Linked DNA regions of Rattus norvegicus: region 1 is linked to region 2. Evidence: chromatin contacts called from public Hi-C data. All regions are on one chromosome and are shown on one strand. Each heading gives the region's core, a stretch centred on a gene start, on an enhancer-like site or on the middle of the called end of the contact. The rest is flanking DNA. Distances are from core to core; before and after follow the strand shown.

The links. A called contact is a pair of places that touch in the nucleus more often than the background predicts.
Region 1: a contact with region 2 is called in a Hi-C map of psoas muscle, with 1.7 times the contacts expected there. The contact joins the promoter of Adrb2 here to the enhancer-like site in region 2. A contact is called at or near these places in 2 of 12 Hi-C or Micro-C datasets (liver and psoas muscle).

Annotation. Positions count from the first base shown.
Region 1 is chr18:57,913,017-57,916,285 of GRCr8, forward strand. It overlaps Adrb2 (adrenoceptor beta 2), which reads right to left and starts at 1,786. Exons shown (of 1, transcript NM_012492.2): 1 at 1-1,786. The coding sequence starts at 1,587. The coding sequence ends at 331.
Region 2 is chr18:57,774,801-57,777,778 of GRCr8, forward strand. It overlaps LOC120098151 (a long non-coding RNA gene), which reads right to left. Exons shown (of 2, transcript XR_005496182.2): 1 at 638-2,978. Among named protein-coding and RNA genes, the nearest start is that of Sh3tc2, 89 kb to the left of the region's middle. Within about 2 kb of position 1,426, at least 32 of the 93 cell types and tissues checked have an H3K27ac peak or open chromatin away from gene starts, as enhancers often do. A contact at or near this core is called in liver, where this site is marked.

The sequences.
Region 1 (3,269 bases), core at 536-3,035, 140 kb after region 2:
TAGATACATGGAAACACCATCCAAACAGACAGACCAACAACACTTCAGACAGAAACTTTTAAGTTCCATGCAAAGAGGAACTGAACTGTACAAGGAAAACATTAAGCACTGAAATACAGTCTCTCTCTCTCTCTTTCTCTCTCTCTCTCTCTCTCTCTCTCCCTCTCTCTCTCACTTGCAGCTTAAAAAAATAAAATAAAAAAGGCAGAAGGATGTGCCCCTTCTGCAAAATCTCTATACAATTTTATTCTAAAGTTATTACACTCAAGTAAAATAGTCTGGTTAGTGTCCTGTCAGGGAGGGGCCGTCTTAAAGAGTAGAAAGCCTACACTACAGTGGCGAGTCGTTTGTGTTACAGTTCCTCCCTTGAGAGTCAATGCTAAGGCTAGGCACAGTACCTTGACAGTTCACAAAGCCTTCCATGCCAGGGGCTTCCTCACAAAGCAGTTCATTTTCTTTCTCCTGCCCCAGCTGATATGCGCTCTGCTCCCCTGTGTAGTCTGTCCTACCGTTGCTGTTGCTAGAGTAGCCGTTCCCATAGGTTTTCGAAGAAGACCGGCGAAGGCACAGAAGCTCCTGGAAGGCAATCCTGAAATCTGGACTCCGACAGTAGATAAGAGGATTGAAGGCAGAGTTGACATAGCCCAACCAGTTAAGGAGGATGTAAACTTCCTTAGGGATGAGGTTGGCCCGGATGACGTGGACAATATTGACAATGAAGAAGGGCAGCCAGCAGAGGGTGAAGGTGCCCATGATGATGCCTAAAGTCTTGAGGGCTTTGTGCTCTTTCAAGCAGAACTTGGAGGACCTTCGGAGTCCGTGCCCGCTCCTCCCATCCTGCTCCACCTGGCTGAGGTTTTGGGCATGAAATCTGCCCTCGGATTTGTCTATCTTCTGCAGCTGCCTTTTGGCCACCTGGAAGACCCTGGAATAGACAAAGACCATGACCACCAGGGGCACGTAGAAAGATACGATAGAGGAAGCGATAGCATAGGCCTGGTTCGTGAAGAAGTCACAGCAAGTCTCCTTGGCATAACAGTCGATGGCTTGCTTGTGGGTGGCACGGTACCAGTGCATCTGGATAGGCAAGAAGGAGGTAAGGCCCGACACAATCCACACCATTAGGATGACCACTCGGGCCTTATTCTTGGTCAGCAGGCTCTGGTACTTGAAGGGCGATGTGATAGCAACATAGCGATCCACTGCAATCACGCACAGGGTCTCGATGCTGGCTGTGACGCACAACACATCAATGGAAGTCCAGAACTCGCACCAGAAATTGCCAAAATTCCACATTTTCATAAGGATATGACTGGCCCCAAAAGGCACCACCGCTAGGCCCATGACTAGATCAGCACACGCCAAGGAGGTTATGAAGTAGTTGGTGACGGTTTGTAGTCGCTCGAACTTGGCAATGGCTGTGATGACCAGCACGTTGCCAAACACGATGGCCAGGACGATAACCGACATGAGGATGGCCATGCCCACCACCCACGCTTCGTCCCGTTCCTGAGTGATGTCGTGGCCTGGCGCTCGGCTTCCATTGGGTGCCAGCAAGAAGTCGCTGTCATTCCCGTGTGGCTCCATGGCCGGCAGGTGAGCGCACCGGCTTTCAGTGCCCAGACGCTCTCAGCGGGTGCACCTCCGATGGGGCGCAGCCGTCCGGGGGCGGACTCCTGGAAGCTTCATTCAGAGACCGTAGGTGGCTGTGCTGGGGGCGCGTCCTGCACACTGAGCTCGTGGGTGCTCCGGGCTCGCGATGCCTGCCAGCTGCAGCCTGAACGCGGGAGAAGCAGCCTTGCAGTGCACCCTGCCCGTTATGTGCACTAGACTTTAGGGGACTTGCCCAGTGACGTGCAGCAACTTTGAGCCAATGGCACCGTCGCATGCCCGGAGGGGCGAGGCACTAAGGGCCAACCCTCCTTGCCTAGCCCGCCTCCTCCTGGGGTTGGCCCGGGCGGGGCCCAAGCTGCTCCCCGGAGGCCAGGCCACCACTCCCTTCCAGCTACCCTAGCTGGGGCTCCCGAGAGAGAAATCTGGGACTGCTGTGCGACCCGCCAACCACCCAGGCGCTGTCTGGAAGTGCTACCTGTTCATGTAGGTCACCTGTGCGGGTTGGAAGGTCTCTGGACGCCAGTGGCAGTGGGTGCATTTTCTTTTAGGAACAGAAAGAACAAGCTCACCCGGACACGCACACACAGGCACAAACGCACCCTGCTGACTGGGACGTGCTCAGACTTATGCCGAACCACAGCCACAGACACCGAGACACACCCGCGCCCGCTCATGCTGGAGACGACAGCTGTCTCCTGGTCCAACACAGAGAGGTGGCTATAAACAAACTCAGGAACACCCAGAAGCAAGCTGAAAGAAACACACACAAGGGCTCCGGTGGAGACATGGAGTGCGGATCACTTAGACACCGGTGTTCACATCCAGGTACTACCCTCCTCTAGCACTCATAAATGACACCCCATTCGCAGACACCCAGTGTATTCCCTTTCAGTTATTTGGCAAGAACACAGGAGGTGACTCCAACAGCTACAGAGTTTCTAAGCACACTTGGTGAAAAATATTTTTTTGGCGTCCTCCCTCCTTGAGAACATGCAGGCAACCGCACCAAGGCAGTAACTTCGCCCTTTGCATTTCTTTAGGAATTGATGTGTACGCACTTGGGGAGAGTTGGGGTGGGGGTGTTATTCTTAATTCTTGGGAGTGTGGCATCATTTTTCTTGTTATATGGTGGATATCCAGGGATGCATTGAAAACGAAAATGCAAGAATTTTCTTTTTGAAAATAAAAAAAAATAAACTACATTACTTATGTTATGCGCATGGGAGTCTTATCTCTGTGTTTGTCTGTGCACCACGTTTGTGCATGTTTTGGAGGTCAGGAGAAAGAGAGCATCAGATTCCCTAGGACTGAATATACAGATAGTATCAACACACAAGCTGCCTTTGTGAGTGCTGGCAATCGAACCCTGGTCCTCTGGAAGTCAGCCAATGCTCTTAACCACTGAGCTGTCTCTCCAGTCTGCATGATCTTCTTTTCAAACAATTTCTTAAGTAACTCCTTTGTAATTATAAAAGTGTTAACTGTATTAATTGTATTTGTTGGCTGGATAATTAGCTAATCTTTTAGGCTATGTCATGTGAACCTGCCACCACTGGGCCTTTTCTGTCTTTAAAAAACCCCCACAATTTCATATAATTCATTATATTAAAAATGTGTTTTCTGAAGTCCATTTTAAAACTACAGAAAGAAAATGA
Region 2 (2,978 bases), core at 176-2,675:
CAAATTTAGGGATTAGGTTTCAATAAGAGTTATGTAGGGAAGAAGAAACCGGTGAAGTTAGTGTCCAAAAATCTCCACGAGGGCTTTGTTCAGCTTCCTCTGAATCCCTCGGCCCTGCAATTCACTCTCCAACTGCTCCTTCACTTTCTGCTTTTGTATGGACAATGCTCACATGTTAATTGTTCACCTTCATGCTTCCTAAAGCTACATCCTTATGGAGCCTTTGCCATTTCTCCATGAATGTTATCTATTCACCCCCCCCTTTACATATTGAGGCTATAGCCGTGGACACAGACCCAAAGCTCTTACCCTTAAATGCACAGATTACAGTTTGCTTTGGTGAACCAGGCAACGTGTAATACACAGGTAAGGAAAACATGCCAGATGGCGAGGTTCTGCTTCTTGGGTTAAAGGCTATGTAACGAGGCATGTTGGGATATGGATGAGAGTCTATGGGAGAGGCTAGATGATTGGGGAAGACCTTTAGAGGTTGGTGGACAGTGCTACCTAGCCCAGTGAAGAGATGGGCGAGACAGAAAAAAGAGAATGGTGAGCAGAAGCCTGAAAGAAACACAGAGCAGAAGAGAGAGTTGTACACAAAGCTAAGGGTGGGGCAGGAGCCGGATCAAGGACTCACCTCTCTGAGATTCTGTCAGTCCCCTAAAAACAACTCTGTTGTGGTCCTTTCCATCCTGGGGTGAATTGAGCTCTCTGTATCCGCAGCCCAAGTACAGTTCCTGGCTTTCTAAAAGATGACCAGAGAACACTGGCAAGACATCTCAGTATGCAAAGTGCTTGCTGCCAAGACTAGTGACCTGAATTGGTCCCTGGGACTCAGAGGGTGGAAAGAGGAAATGGACTTCCCCAACTTGTTCTTTGACCTCAACGTAAGTTCTCTGGCTTGCGTGTATGTGTATGCACACAGACAAATAGTTAATAAATGTTTTTTTAAAGAGTTGCTGGTGGTAGAGATGGAGATTTGGGGAGTAGAGCCTGTTGCGTTCAGTGCCTCTCAGGAATCTTTGCTGAATCAGCACTCGGAACTCACTTTCCTCCAACTGATTCTGAGAGCAACTTAGCATCAGCCCCCAAAGCTGCAAACAATGTCAGAAGATGCCCTGCCTCTGGTTCAGGCCAACATCAATTTTCATCTCGCCCAAATGAAGGCAGAGGCAGACAGGGGGTGTTCTGGAAATAAGCCTGTGTTGTTGATCAAGACCTAATCAATTTCAAAATAGAATCTGGAGCAGAGTGTAGGTGACCTAAGAGGAAAGGAGGACAGGGGTGTGGCCCTTCCAAAGGGAGGTTGAGCAGCTAGGACATCCGACATTGGCAAAACAGGTCCTGGCAGAGGGAATCTGACAGTTGAGCATGACAACTGGGAAAGAGTTGGAGCCACAAAGGATGGGGAAGCGAGAGTGAGGGTCTGAGTCATCAACTCTAATGAAACCTTGAGCCACACTCAGCTTTTCTTGCCAGCTCAGGGCCAGTGAAAGCCGTTTGCTCAAATCCTGTTCTATTTGAGGAAACGCCAGCTGCATGGGAGGAAGTATTGCTTGTTCCACATTGAGAACAAGAGCCCCTTCTCTCTGCTCATGGGTGTTTGTGGGCACCAGCCTAGGAGTGTGCAAGGCTATCCTACCACTCAAGTAAGTTAGGGCAGTGCAGCCTAGCCTGGGAGGCCAAGCAGCCATCCTACTTGGAGCTTGGGAGAAGCTGAACTGGAGTCACCCCTAGGCAGTGTGGATTTTAGCCTCTCTAAAGAGCCCTGCGATTCTCTCATACCAACTCCAGAGGAAAGCGATAAGAGTGGCCAGGTTTCACTTATGGCCTCATTTGTTCCCTTGCCTTGACCTGGGAGAGGAGCACAGAAAACTCGACTCAGCTATTCCCAGGGGAGTTGAACAGCTCACCAGGGCATTGCTATCTTTTCAGTCTGGGGACTGTATGCACCCTGACATCCATTTGTTTCCCTGGAAACCATGACTGAGGTACATTAGGGCAGGCAAACTGTAGGAGACCCTGATAGGTAGGAGAGGATGTCCCTGCATTATCCACCAAGCTAGGTTTAGAGACATAGACCACTGATGGTGGAGATGCTGAGCTTACTACACATGTGAGGGATTTCAGGGAACCACTAGTCTGAGCCCCCACTCTACTGTAGCAAGTTATCAGGGCATCCTGCTTACAGTGAGGGTTAAGCCTCTACGAGCTGTACTTTGCTTAAGCATCTCAGTGGGCTACTATGGCCCAGGGCACATGAGTAGATAGCAAGAAGAAATGAACATTTCCCTTCCTTATTACCCAGAAGCACCCTTACCTCTGCCAGTCTGGATTATGGCACCTATTGGAAAGTAAAACAGGTCAAAACTAGTTTTTTTTTTTAATCATGGTAAAGAGAAGGACAAGCCAACATTTTATTCAGATGTTATTTGGGTGATCTGCAGTCATCTGTAGCAGGATGTGTTGGTCTAGAAACACTAAAAATTGCTTTTTTTTTAAACTGCTGTTCACATTGACATATGGCATCGGTCCAGCGCTGTGTGCCTCTGGGCTCCAGCAGCTTTTGTATAATGTGGGGATTTGAACAAGAGCATGGTGGCTTCAGCCTCATGATGTTTGGTATGTATTGGAAACACTGAATCATGCTGTAGAAGGTTACACCTGCTGACTTATTTCTTCTATGCTCCCAATTTAGGAGACAACCTGTACAGAGCTGATGCAGTCTCACCACCTTATGTGTTGGAGGATGTTTTTGGTGTGGAGACCACAGCTTGATGTCAGATGTCTTTCTTGATCACCACCCCTCTGCCCTTTGAGACAAGGCCCTTTATTAGATCCGGGGGTTGCCTATTAGACGGTATGGCTTTCAAACTTTAGGGCTCCTCCTGTCTCCTTGTCCTTGACACTAGTGTTATAGGTGTGTATGTTCACACTTGGCTCTCTATATGGGTGCTAGGGATTCAAATTCAGTTCCT